Regions from separate parts of the Sus scrofa genome. Here all the other regions are linked to region 2. Evidence: chromatin contacts called from public HiChIP or PLAC-seq data. All regions are on one chromosome and are shown on one strand. The core of a region is the stretch at or near the end of the contact, and the rest is flanking DNA. Distances in the headings are between cores, read along the strand shown.

The links. HiChIP or PLAC-seq counts read pairs in DNA pulled down with a chosen protein or histone mark.
Region 1: an H3K27ac HiChIP or PLAC-seq map of alveolar macrophages shows a contact between it and region 2. The contact joins two enhancer-like sites. A contact is called at or near these places in 2 of 2 datasets of contacts at active chromatin or transcription factors (alveolar macrophages and skeletal muscle).
Region 3: a contact with region 2 is called in an H3K27ac HiChIP or PLAC-seq map of alveolar macrophages. The contact joins two enhancer-like sites. A contact is called at or near these places in 1 of 47 Hi-C or Micro-C datasets (epiblast stem cells) and 1 of 2 datasets of contacts at active chromatin or transcription factors (alveolar macrophages).

Annotation. Positions count from the first base shown.
Region 1 is chr9:10,201,236-10,205,678 of Sscrofa11.1, forward strand. All of the region lies in intron 7 of UVRAG (UV radiation resistance-associated gene protein), which reads left to right. Among named protein-coding and RNA genes, the nearest start is that of UVRAG, 110 kb to the left of the region's middle. Within about 2 kb of position 3,061, at least 1 of the 83 cell types and tissues checked has an H3K27ac peak or open chromatin away from gene starts, as enhancers often do. A contact at or near this core is called in alveolar macrophages, where this site is marked.
Region 2 is chr9:10,395,905-10,400,650 of Sscrofa11.1, forward strand. No RefSeq gene overlaps it. Among named protein-coding and RNA genes, the nearest start is that of WNT11, 37 kb to the right of the region's middle. Within about 2 kb of position 2,832, at least 2 of the 83 cell types and tissues checked have an H3K27ac peak or open chromatin away from gene starts, as enhancers often do. A contact at or near this core is called in alveolar macrophages, where this site is marked.
Region 3 is chr9:10,158,918-10,163,458 of Sscrofa11.1, forward strand. All of the region lies in intron 6 of UVRAG (UV radiation resistance-associated gene protein), which reads left to right. Among named protein-coding and RNA genes, the nearest start is that of UVRAG, 72 kb to the left of the region's middle. Within about 2 kb of position 1,259, at least 8 of the 83 cell types and tissues checked have an H3K27ac peak or open chromatin away from gene starts, as enhancers often do. A contact at or near this core is called in alveolar macrophages, where this site is marked.

The sequences.
Region 1 (4,443 bases), core at 1,811-4,310, 190 kb before region 2:
CTCCTCCTAAAATAGATGCCCCACCTTTAGGCTCAGCTGTTACTCTGTCTATGCCTCCTTCATAGTATTACACCATTAGAATTGTTGGCATACCTATTTTCCCACAAAGTTTGAGAAGATGTATGTCTCTGATCTTTGTATTTCCCATTACCAACACAGGGCATGGGTTCACATTTAGACAATAAATGTCTGTTGCATGAAAATGTAACTAAAATTTTTGTTTCTGGAGAGATAGACTGTCTCCAGTGACTTTTCTTTCAACATCAAACTCAGTATTAATAAGGTGGAAACTGCTTAGGGGGAAGATAGGATGAATGAACAAGTTAAAATATATATTGATTATTCTCCGATAAGGGATTAAGCTAAAGATTTACAAAGTGCAGATGTTACCTTGACTCGTGTGATAATGTGCTCTAGAAATGAACTAATGAGAGATGATGGTATCTGAGCTGGCCTTGAAAGCCCGGTAGCGAAGATTTGGATTAGAAGAGAGGATTGGGTTTTCTATTGAAGGATAATAAATCCCCATACATTTAGTGGCGTAGGACAATACCTATGTATCATTTTGTGGTTTCTTTAGGTCAGGAGCTTGGAACGCTGTGGTGATTCATGACTTGGGGCATCTGGATTTATGTGATTAGAATACTGTGGAAAAACTATAGGGCAAAGCCTTTTCAGTCATCAGAAAAATCCTCTTATCATTGATGGAAGGTGTAATAAACATGACCAGAAGTACAGATGCGTTAACTACCTTTGGAGGTATCACATAAGGAGAGGCTTCGTATGAACAGTCAAGGACCAGCTGTTCACCCTGGCTGTTCCTTAGAGCCTAGAGTCTCTCAGAGGTGAAGAAAGGCAAAGTGGTTAGGTCTCGCTGTGCTATCCAGCCCTAATCTTTGCAATTACAAGTTTGTGGTATTTTTATAGTTGTCTCTAAGGGATTTAATCACAGCCATGGACGACAGTGTCCGTAGTTGCAATGCGCTCTCTCTCTCAGCCCATGGGAAGAGAAACCTGGCGTACTGCACCGTGTTGCTGGTTGGGACAAAGTCATTAGTCTCGGGAGGCTGTTTCCCTCCTTTTATTAGGGAGCTGGTTGACATGTTGCAGCGTGCACAGTGATGGGGGTAATACCAGACTAGGAGTATAGCTCCGTAAGGCAGGCCTGCGGGTGCCTGGGCAGGCACGCTACCATTAGTGCTGACCAAGTGATGCACAGGCTTACCTCTGGTGTTAAGGAGAGACTGGAATTGAGACGAGCAAAAGTTGAAGCTTGGAAACCAGTTAGGAGGCTCGAGGTTGGGTGGGAGATGATGCTGGCGGTAGACATGGAGAGAGAGAGGTAAACACATCTGCGGTGGCTTCAGTCAAGTCCTCGTTGCCGCATCCGCGGTTACTGGCTAGGCCTCGGGTTACTTGGTTTTGTGACAGTGGTTATTAGTTCCTTGAAACATTCTGTTCCTCTGACTGCGGTGGCACCAACTCTCCCAGCTGCCCTTCTGCTTCTCTGGAATTCTGAAAAGTTTTGCAGCATTGTCTTTCTTTGTTTCTAATCCCTTAAGAATTGATGTTCCTCAGGATTCTGTTCTAGGCTCTGTTCTCTCTCCTTCTCGCGGTCTTCCAGAATGATCTCATTACTTCCATAGCACTCATAACCACCTGTGTGCTCATGGTTGCCGTGTCTTTCTCTGCAGCCAAGATCTGTCTCGTAAGCTCCACATCCTCATGTTCAGCTCCTACTCAACACCTGCTCTTGGACGTTTCGCAGGCGCCTCGAACTGAAAGCAGAGCTTTCCTCGCAAACTGCTCGTCTCCTGCCCACCATTCATTAAATGACCTCACCGTGTTCCCGGTTCCCCAAGCCGTGTACCAGCCATCCTTTATTTTCTTTTTCTTTTGCACTACAATTTATGTCAAATAAAATTAGAACTTAAGTGTACAGTCTGATGAATTTTGACAAATATACACACCCACAGTGTCATTATTTAGAGAAGATAGAGAGTATTTTTCGCTCTCCAGAAAGTTCCCTCAAACCCCTTTGCGAGTCGTTCTTACACCTTGTTCTCACCCCTGGCTGAGTGAGACACTTTTCTCATGGCCTCCTCATTTATTAGCTTTTCCTGTTCTTGAACTTCTTATGAATAGAACCATACGGTGTACCCTCTCAGTTTCTTCTTTTGTGTTAGCATGCTTTTGTGTTTTGTTGTAGTGTAGATAAGTAGTCTGTTCCTTTTTATTGCTGAGTGTTCTTTTTCTGTGAATACACCGCAGCATCGCAGCTGGCTTATGCTTTGTCCTGTTGATGGGCATTTGAGTTGTTTCCGCTATGGGGCTGTTATACATAACGCCTTTAGGAGCATGGTTCCAAAAGTCTTCTGTGGGGCACTGGGGGAAGGGGAATTGGATAAAGGTGGTCTCAAGGTAGAAACTTTCAGTCGTAAAGATGAGTACTAGGGATGTAATGTGCAGCATGATTAACAGTTAGCACTGCTGTATGTTATATATGGACGTTGTTACGAGAGCAAATCCTAAGAGTTCTTATCCCAGGAAAAAAATACTTTTACTTTGTATCTATATAAGACGATGGATGTTCACTAGACAATAGTGTATGTTGATTATATTTCAATAAAATTGGAGGAAAAAATGTTTTCTGGGGATATGCTTTCATTTCTTTTATACATAAGAGTAGAGCTTCCCACCCATGTGAGAGGTGAATATTTAATGTATTAAAATTACCAGTTTCCAAAATAGTTGTACAATTTTAGGATCCCACCAGCCGTGTTGGGACGTTCTAGTTGCTCTACTACCCCTGACGTCATTTGGTATTGTCTGTTTTGTAAACTCTAGCCAGTATATATAGTAGGCTTGTACTGGTATATCATTTTGATTTTAATTCTTTAATTCTTTAGTGACTAATGATATTGGCTCATTTTATGTGCTTACTGGCCAGTCTTGTTTTTTTGTTTTGTTTTGTTTTTTTGTTTCTTTGGGGGGCCATGCTTGTGGAATGCAGAAGTTCCTAGGGATCAAAACTGCATCACAGAAGTGACAACACTGGGTCCTTAATCTGCTGAGTCACCAGGGGACTCCCTTATGGGCCATTTATATCTTCTTTTGTGAAGTATATGTTCAAATATTTTGCCCATTTTTATTTATTGGGCGGTTTTTTATTGTTAATTTGGAGGAGTTCTTTGTACATTAGGAAACTACTTTATCAGATAAGTAGGTGGAAAACAAATACTTTTTTCTCACTCTGTGACTTGATTTTTTTTCATTTTCTGAATAATGTCTTTTTGATGGGTAGAAGTTTTAAATTTTGATAGAGTATGCTCTTTCAAGTTTTTATTTTATGGATCGTGTCTTTTGTATCCTATTTAGGAAATCTTTGCCTAATCGAAGGTCATGAATATACTTACTTCCCTACATGCTTGATAGGGAACTTGACAGTTTTAGCTTTTACATATAAGTTTTGATCATTTCAAATTAATTTTTGTGTACGATGGGAGGTAGAGATTAAGGCTTATATTCCCCCGTATTGCTATCCAGTTGTTTTAGTGTCATTTGTTAATACTGCTTTTCTTGCCCTGATCAAAAGACAAATCGAATAGGTCCATTTCTGTAATCTGAGTTCTGTTTCATCAGTCATATCTGTTTAGCCTTACGCAACTACTATTGTTTTACAAACCAGCTTTATGATAAAGTCATAAAATATGATAGTATAAGCCTCACAACTCTGTTCTTCAACATTTTCTTGTCAATTCTAGGACTTTTATCTTTCCGTATCAGTTTTATTATTATTATTATTTTTGCTTTTTAGGACTGCACCTGCAGCATATGGAGGTTCCCAGGCTAGGGGTTGAGTCGGAGCTGCAGCTGCTGGCTTACACCACAGCCATAGCAACATGGGATCCAAGCCATGTCTGTAACCTACACCACAGCTCACGGCAATGCCGAATCCTTAACCCACTAAGCAAGGCCAGGGATCAAACCCATGTCCTCGTGGATACTAGTCGGCCTCTTAACCTGCTGAGTCACAATGGAAACTCCCTTCCATATCAGTTTTAAAGTCAGCTGGTCAATTAAAAAAAGACTGCTAGGATTTTGATTGGGAGTAATTTATTCTAGATAAATATAGAAGGAGACTTGACTTCTTAACTTCCAATCCATGAAATAGCACATGATTCTATTTGTTGAGGTGTTTTAAAATTTCTCTGAGCAGTGTTTAATATTTTTCACTGTGTAGGTCTTTCAGAACTTTCTTTAAGTTTATTCCTAGTTATTTGTTGGTACTGTATAAAAATGCCATTTGATTTTTTTGTATATTAGAATCTTGCAGTCTTGCTAAGGTTATTATTAGTTTGATTAGAGGTTAATTTTTTTCTATGTATACAATCAGATAGCATCTATGAGTAGACTTTCTTGTTTCTTTTCTATAGTTATGAA
Region 2 (4,746 bases), core at 1,582-4,081:
CTCCCCTGGTCCCCCACTGCCCTCCTGCCCACCCCCTGCCATCCCCAACAGTCCCTTCTACAGGCCCCCCGCCAGTTCCCCCTCAGGCCCCTGCTGGCCCCTGTCCCCACTGTCCCCCAGCACACTAAGAGCGCTGAGTGAATGGGGTGGGGGGCTTCCTCCCTCTGCAGCTTCAGGCACCTTGGATGGACCCCTCCATGGCTCTGTGAGGCTGGGCCTCCCCCGGCCGGAGAGGGCAGCGCTTTGTCCAAGCCGCAGCAGTGGAGGCCGGGAAGAGCCAGAACTGGGCTCAGGCAGCCCCTCCAAGGCACCGCGGCAGTGAGGGCAGGGCTCCTAGCGATGGCAAGACCCCCCCCACTTCTCCGCCTGGCCCCACCTCACCGCTAGGCTCCCAGGGCGGTGAGGGCTGCGCAGGGGGTGCAGCTCTGCCCCCTGCAGAGACGTCAAGGTCCAACAGAGTAAAAGCAGGGGACCCACGGTCAGGACAGGAGGGGCCACGAGGACCCCGCCAGTGTTCCCGATGAGCCTCTTCCTGCTCTTACTGTCAGCTCCGGAAGGTAATTGGGCTCAGATGGGGGCGGTCATCAGCCCCCCCTCCTGGAACTCCCGAATCCCGGGAGGACCCACATCGGGCCGGGGACCCACGCTGGCTTCATCCTCCTGAGGCTGCCGAAGAGAAGTGTAGGCGTTGCAGATGCTCTGCTCCCAATGGATTATTAACGATGGGCAGCAGTAGGCCTTCCCCAAACCTTCCATAGAGATCCAAGCCTGCACGTCCCAACAAGATTGCCAACATGTGTCCCCTGTGCCAGCTGAGACTTGGACAGGTTTAGAGACGTGCCCAGTTTAGTAGGTGGCAGAGTCAGAAAATCAGTGGGCCCTCTGAGCCCTGGATCCATGACTTCCGACCTTCTTGCCCCAAAAGGGGCAGTGTGGGCAGGTGGCTTCTGAGCAGGTATGGGGGCCTCTGAGTCTAAGGCATGTGTGGCACAGGGCAGGGACGGTGCCCACTGAGCACAAGGCCTGTGGCCACAGCCTTGAATGCAGGCTGAGAAATGGCCTTGACTCTGAGACCAGCCTTTTTGGTGACATTGCCACTCAGAGCCCCGCGCAGGACAGGATGGTCAGGCGAGGGCCACTTCTCCTCCAGGGGAGGCCATGAGGTCTTCTCTGTGGAGTCCCCCAGCCCACTCCCGTGTAAAAAACTTCGGATGTTTCTCGTGCTGGTGACTCACCAGTGGGATCAGTGGGAGTGCAGGGGGCGCGGTGGTGCTGGGCACTCGGGGCTGAGGAGGGTCTGCCCCCTTTCTGCCTGCCCCTGCCCCCGGGGCCAGCTCCAAAGCAATTCCCAGACCTGCACAACCGGGAGCTTTCAGCACGTCGCAGGCAGGGAAGGGGGTGACAAGGGAGAAGGAGGCCCGCAGCCGAGAGGCTGCCCCTCCCGCCTCCCCTGGAGCTTCTGGCCCGCGGCGCCCGGACCGCCCGGGGCCTCCCCCAGATCTTCGGGCAGCAGGACTTGAGTGATTCCAACCCTTCATCTGGTGGCCAGATCCTCTGGCCCCGTGAGGTCCTCCCCTTCCCCCGGAACCCCCTTCCTGGCCCAGGGCAAACACCACTCCCCCGAGTTGTGTGCCCGCGTTTGGAGCCCTGGGCTGGGCGGCCCGCATCCGCAGCCAAGATCCACAGTGCAGGGGTCTGGGAAGCGCTCACCCACGGAGGTGCTGTTGAATCTGTCCGTGCCCCCCCTCGTCGGGGTGTCAGAGTGATTTATGGGCAGATGCTGAGAGGACAGGCTGGGGAAAGCTAAGCAGCCCCCTCCTCTCCAGCGGCCACCCGGCTGCAGATTCAGAGTCACTGCTCTGTGACCTCGCCCAGGTCCCTTTCTCCTCTGCGCCTCCACTGCCTTCAAAATGGAACTGGCAACCAGCCTTGAATCACAGAATCGTCAGGAGGGTCCGGGGACACGGTGGATGTCAGGCCCCTGGCTCAGAGCCTGGCACCTGGCACCTCCCAGTCCACCCTTGCTCCAAGCCGGCCTCGCTCTCTGGCCACCTCCCCCTCGCTCCCTCCACTCTGGCCCCACCTGCCCCCAACATTCACTCCCCCCCCCCACCCTCACTGTAAGCTCTTCCTGGACAACCTCAATAAAACAGCATCCTCCCTCCACCACTGCCCCCTCCCCTTCAGGCTGTTCCATTCACTGGTGCCTTAATATCAGCCAGCTGATGTTTTAAAAAGATTTGTTTATTGTCATTCTCTCCAACTAGAATGTCAGTTCCATGATGGCAGAGGTTTTGTCTCTTGTTTACTGCAGTGTCCCCAGAACAGCGCCGAAACCAAGCAGATGCTCAGTAAACATGGACCGGCCGGGAGGAGGGCGGGAGGGCAGCGGGCCAGTGGGAGAGGTGAGGGCACGTTGGCGAAGCCAGGGAATCGTCCTGGGGGAGCGGGGCCTGGAACGAGGGGTTGGCATTTGCCAGAGGAAGGCACTCTGGTCTGGGACACAACCAAATGCCAGGGAGACACAGGAACATAAACGCAGGACAGGCGGGGGCCAGGGGGCCAGAGAGGAGATAGAACCGGCCGGGAGGAGGTACAGGGCAGGCTGGGCTGGACAGCGGGGAGCTGTGTATGGCAGGATTGAAAAATCACAGTGTATCCCCACATAATGTTTTGAAGATAAGGGGTCGTTTTAAAGAAAGGTTGCCAAACAGAGCTGAACGAAAACCCCTTAGACAGAGTAGGAAGTAAATTTATCAAGCACGTAGTAACCTAGAATGATGACTATGATTAAGATGCGGTTTGGCCCTGAACTTCCTGTGAGCCGCAGCAATGAAGGAAATACCCATTAGTGGAATACGTTGCATCGTCTCAGCAGAACAGCACACCAGTGCGGGAGAGACGAGGCTTAAGGGTCATTTACCCTGTGGATGAGCTGACAGAGGGGAAGGCGCCGTGAGAGTCAGGTGCACCCGCCCACTCACCAAGGGTCCTGTCTTATCACATCTCAGCCAAGGTCATCCAGCTAGGAAGCGGGGCTGCTGGGATTCAGACGAAGAGCTATGGTGGCTCTGATGGCTGAGGGGAGGGGTAACTGGGGGGGGGCACTTGGGCCTGAGGGGGTGGGAGTGGGGGTGATGGACGGCAGTCCGGAGGCAGGAGAAAGGCGTCTCTGTAAAAGGCTTCCAGGGGAGGCTGCTGTGCTCCAGGGCAGCAGCAACATTTAGGGGCATCTGGAGCCACAGTACAGCGGGGGCTGGAGGACTCCCAGCTGCAGATACTCTGAAGCCTCTAAACAGGGGGGGAGGGGAGAAGGATAGAAAAGGGGGCGCATGGCAAATACTTTGCTGGGACCAAGATCTGGGCGGGGGTGGCGCTAACTTCTTCCCTGGAGGAGCTGATGGTGGCTGCCCTGAAGGTGCCCGTTCTCTGCTGGGATGCAGAGCGTGTGGCACAGCCTCCTACAGATACGGATCCCTCCCCTCCTGGGCTCCAAAGCCCCGGGAGTCCCCACTGCCCTCCGGACCCAGCCTGGTGGTCAGACAGTACCAGGCAGCCTGGCATCCTCAGACCTGAGTGCAAAGTTTGTGTCCCCACCCCCTCGCTATGTCACCCTGGGCAACTTATTGCATCTCCCTGGATGCTTCAGCTCCTCCATCTGAAGACAGGGATGCCAATAGTTTCTGCTGAGAGGTTTAAACAAAACGGTGTGTGGAAAGGGTTCAGAACATGCCCGGGGCGGGGCAAGTGCCCCCGAAGCATTAACGGGAGTCGCTGCAACTACAATCTTTCTCCTCAACCCCCCAGCCCCGGCCCCAGCGGAAGGAGCTTCGTGGCTGGTCTTCTTCTGTCACACTGGACCCCATGTGTTTTTGAAACTGACCCATTCATTGTCCAGTACTGCCCTGGGGGCCTCTCCGGATACTCCTCGATTGAGTTTCCAGGACACACATGACCCAGACCCCTGTCCCTGAGACAGAAAAGACCAGGGGCCATAGGGACGGGTGGCGCTCCTGACCCAGTCAGGGGATCAAGGAAGGCTTCCTGGGGAAGGCGAGGCTTCAGCTGACTCTTAAACGTATCAGACCATCCATCTGTCCATGGAAGCAGTAATTTTTCCATGTATTACTTTGTTCAGCCGCTCACCTCCCCACTCATCTGTTTATCCATCCATCAGTAATCTAATAGCTCAGTCACACACAACTTAAGTGATTTGGGGAAAATAAGCAGAAACTCTCCAGCCCAGCAATTTATCTTTGAGACCAGAGAAGATGACAAAAGTCCTGCGGCCCCACTCTCTGCCTCAAGAAGTGACCAGCGAGGAGCTCCCTTGTGGCTCAGCAGGTTAAGGATCTGGTGTGGTCACGGCTGTGGCTCTGGTTGCAGCTGTGGCTGGAGTTAAACCCCTGGCCGGGGAACTGTCACCCCCCCACCCCACCGCAGCCAAAAAATAAAAATAAGGAAGTGACCAATGAGAACTTAGAGAAGATGAGCCCCTCCCTAGATCTCCCCCCCTCCCACCCATGGGCTGTCTGGATGCTCAGAGAGCAGGTGAATCAGACCCCGTGGTGGGGGAAAGAGGGGGTAGGGCCTGGCTGTGTTCACCGGAGCTGGGAAGGGCAGGGCCAACAGGAGGGAGGGGTCTGAGTCATAACCTTTGCTGGGGAGCTGTGATTCTCCCGGGAAGGCCTGACTCTAGGGGGAAGCCGCAGTGGGGCTGGAATCCCAGGCTTCAGGCTTCCCTCC
Region 3 (4,541 bases), core at 9-2,508, 240 kb before region 2:
ACCCAGAACTGAAATTGCTGGGCCAGATGGCATAAGCCTTTTAATACGCTACTGGATTAGCTTTGCTAATACGGTTGACCTTTGAACAGCATGTATTTGAACTAGGCAGGTCTACCTATATGTGAGGGTTTTTTTTTGTTTTTTTTTTTTATTAAGTTTGAACTACAGCATTATACAATGCACAGGTGGTTGAATATGTGGATGCAGAACCATGCATATGGAATCATGGATACAGGAGACTGTAAAGTTACATGTGGATTTTTAACTGTGTGTGGGTCATCCTCATTGTTCAAGGGTATTTTGTTGAGTTTTTTAAAATTTAATTAATTAATTTTTAAATCTTTAATTCCCCAATACAATTTTTTTTCTACTGTACAGCATGGTGACCCAGTGACACATACATGTACACATTGTATTTTTGCCCATTATCATGCTCCATCATAAGTGATTGGACATAATTCCCAGTGTTACACAGCAGGATCTCATGGCTAATCCATTCTAAAGGCAATAGTTTGCATGTATTAACCCCAAGCTCCCCAACCACCACACCCCCTCCCCCTCCCCCTCGGTTCCCTCTCTAACACACGTTATATATTTCATATATATATATATAAAAGGGATATTGGCCTATAATTTTCTTGTGATGTTATTGTCTCCCTTTGGTATCAGGCTAAAACCGGTCTCATAGAAGGAGTTAAATATTTCCTCCTCTTCCATTTTTCGGAAGACTTTGAGAAGGATGGGTGTTATTTTTAATCTTTAAACCATGGGTAGAATTCGCAGTCAAATCATGTAGTTCTCGGCTTTGCTTTGCTGGGAGTTTTATGATTACTGATTTAACTTTTTCGATTGTGTTATGACTCTGTTAGATTAATGTTTGTAAAGTGGAAGCCCAGGGTGCTGGATGGTGAACCACGGTTCAACAAGCAACCGCAAGAGAAACTGAAATGGAGTTTATCACTCACGGGTCCTGGAGGAATTGCAGGGGACACCTTGAGGGGCCTCACGAGGAGGTCAAGGCAGGGTGAAGAGAGAGAGATGCAGCACCTGGAACACGTCTTTATTTAGAGTCTTTGGGCAGGGTGCTTTGGGCTTTCTGGGCTAGAGCTGGATTGGTCAGTTCAGACCACAACGCAGGGTTTTGGAAAGCTCCATGGGGATTTTTATCTGAGGGGTATTTGAAGCATAACAGGAGCTGGGAAGCAGAGGAGACTGTTGATCACAAGTTGTAACAGGAACTACATTTGCTCGTGACTCTGCAGCCTGCTGTCTAGGCCATGCACTTCCCAGAAAGGGGATCTCATGGTGGTTTAAGGTCCCTGCAGCCTGCTTGGTCAAAGAAAATGGATGCGGAGGCAGCAGCACCATGGAGTTTTGGAGCTAAACCCTTAGACAAGCTGTGGACCTGAGGCTTTTGGGGGAGCTTTGTGTTTCTGATTCCACTTTTATCGAGGTTATCTGACTTGTTGGCCTGCAGTTGTTCACAGTCTTCTTCTCTCATCCTTTTTCTTCCTATAAGATTGGTGACAACCTTCCCACGTACATTCCTGATTTTAGTGACTCGAGTCTTCTCTCTCCTTTTCTTGGTCAGTCTAGATTAAGGTTGGTCAATTTTGTTGCCCTTTTCAAAGAACTAACTGGGTTTTGTTGATTTTTTTTCTATGATTTTTGTGCTCTCTCTCTTATGGATCTCTGCCCTAGCCTTTATTATTTCCTTCCTCCGTGCTTTGAGTTTCGTTTAGTTTGTTCTTTTTCTAGTTCCTTAAGCCAGAAGATTAGGTGACTGATTTGAGCTCTTTTTTCTTTTAACATAAATGTTTACAATTGTGCATTTTCCCCCGAGCGCTTTTTCCCTGCATCCCATATGTTTTGATAGCTTGTGTTGCCATTTTTATTCTCCTTGAAGTATTTTTTAGAAATTTACCTTGTGATTTGTGCTTTGACTCGCTGATCGTTTCAGAGTGTGTTGTTGACTTCGTCGTTTGTGAATTTTCCACATTTCTTTCTGTTACTGGTTTCTAGTTTCATTCTCTTGTGTTCAGAAAAGGTACTTTGTATGATTTCAGTGTTTTAGAACTATGTTGAGGCTTGTTTTGTGGCTGAACATACATACAGTCTATCCCGGAGAATGTTCCATGTGCACTTGCGAAAGGTATGTGTGTGACTGCTGACAGGTGGAACGTTCTTATACGTCTCTTAGCTCTACTTGATTTATATAGTTGTGTTCATGTGTTCTGTTTCCTTATCTTTTGTATAGTTGTGCTGCCCATTGTTGAAAGTGAAATGTTGACTGCAGCTACTTTCTATTTTAGTTTTGTCAGTTTGGGCTTCATGTGTTTTGTTAAATATGTTTGCATATATGTTTATAATCATTTATATCTTCCTGACCCTCTTTTTGTGCTATAATATCCTTTTTTTTTTTTTTTTGCTTCTGGTAACACTTTTATGTCTTGTCTTAATATCTATTTATCTGATATATTAGTATAGTTGTCCCAGCTCTTTTTTGGTTACTGCTGACATGGAATAGCTTTCCATCTTTTCATTTTCTTTCTTTAAGAAAAATATTTCTAATTGTTTATGAAAGTCTTGCGTTCAAGTGTACAGGAAAGTGAGTCAGTTATAGGTACACACGCGTGCGTGTTTGTGCGTGTGTGTTCTTTTTCAGATTCTTTTCCATTATAATTTATTATAAGATTTGATTATAGCTCCCCATGCTCTGCAGTAGATCCTTGTTGTTTACCTATTTTATATATAGTGGCAGGTGTATGTTAATCCCAAACGCCTAATTTATCTCTCTTCCCCCATCCATCCTTCCATTTTCAACCTATTTTTTGTTTGTTTGTTTGTTTCTAAAGTATATCTCTTGAAGTTTTTATTGTGGCTCAGCAGTAGCTAACCCAGCTAGTATCCATGAGGACGTGGTTTCAAACCCTGGCCTTACTCAGTGGGTTAAGGATCCAGCATTGCCGTGAGCTGTGATGTAGGTGGATCTTGTGTTGCTGTGGCTGTGGCATCGGCTGGCAGCTGCAGCTCCAATTCGACCTCCAGCCTGGGAGCTTCCATATGCCATGGGTATGGCCCTAAAAAATAAAGTGCATCTCTTGTAAACAGCAGATAGTGGATCATTAGAAAGAAAATGCATTCTGTGATTCTCTGCCTTTTAATTGGAGTGTTTAATCCTTTTACACTTAATGTAATAACAAATATTCAGTGACTTCTGCCAGTTTTTGTTTTCTTGTATCTTTTTTGTTCCTCATTTCCTTCATTACTCTCTTCATCTGAGTTATTTTCATTTTTTTGCTTTTTAGGGCCATACCCACGGCATATGGAAGTTCCCAGGGTAGGGGTCAAATTGGAGCTACAGCTGCCAGCCTACGCCACAGCCACAACAGCGCAGGATCTGAGCCACATCTGTGGCCTACACCACAGCTCACATTAGTGCTGGATCCTTAGCCCACTGAGCAAGGCCAGGGATCGAACCCACATCCTCAAGGATCCTAGCCAGGTTCGTTAACCACTGAGCCATGAAGGTAACTCCCCTGGGTTATTTTCTCATGTAGCATTTTGATTCCTTTCTCATTTCTTTTACTGTGTACTAAAATAATGTATTTTCTTAGTGGATTCCCTGAGCATTACAGTTAACATCTTAATTTATAAACGTCTAGTTCAAATTAATACCAGTTTAGTTTAATATTACACAGAAGTTTTCTTTGACATGTCTCGTTCCCCGTCTTTATGTTATTTTTATCACAAGCCACATCTTTATAATTATGTGCCCATCAAGACAGATTTATGGTTGCTTCATGTACGTCCTTATTGATTGATTTTCAGTGCTAAACCAGCCTTGCATTCTTAGAATAAATTCAGTCCATAATGATGTATTATTGGTTTATCCTTAGGTTGCTGGTTCAACTTGCTCATATTTTGCCAAGGTTTTGTGTGTTTTTGTGTGTATATTCATGAGAGAGATTGATCTGTAAGTGTGTGTGTGTGTGTAATGAAGTGTGTGTCAAACTGCTGCTCTGTCTTAAATATTTGATGTAATTCAGTGAAACCACTGGACCTCTACTTTTTTTATGGAAAGATTTTCAATTATTCACTTAAAAATAGATACGGTATTATTCAAATGTTGTTTTATTATTTGTCACATTTGGCATGTTGTGTTTTTTTCAAGGAGTTCCATTCATCTACGTTGTCAAATTTGCTAGCATAAAGTTGTTCTGCTAATAATCTTTTAATGACTGTAGCAGGGTAACTTTTAGAAGATGCTCATACTAGCATCATAGCAAACATTTATACCGTGCTTATTATATACCTTTGACTTTCCAAATTTTAACTCCCACAAGGATTTGTGAGGTAGATGATGGTATCATCTCCGTGTTATGGATAAAGAAACCAAAGGTGAACTGAGAGAATTTGAGTGCCTTGCCCAAGACTGTAGAGCTGGTGTATCGAGGGCTTAAGTTGTAATCCAGGTGGTCTGGGGCCGGAGTCCTTTTTTCGTAGCTGGTATTTACTTCGCTTTTCGGAAATGACAGATC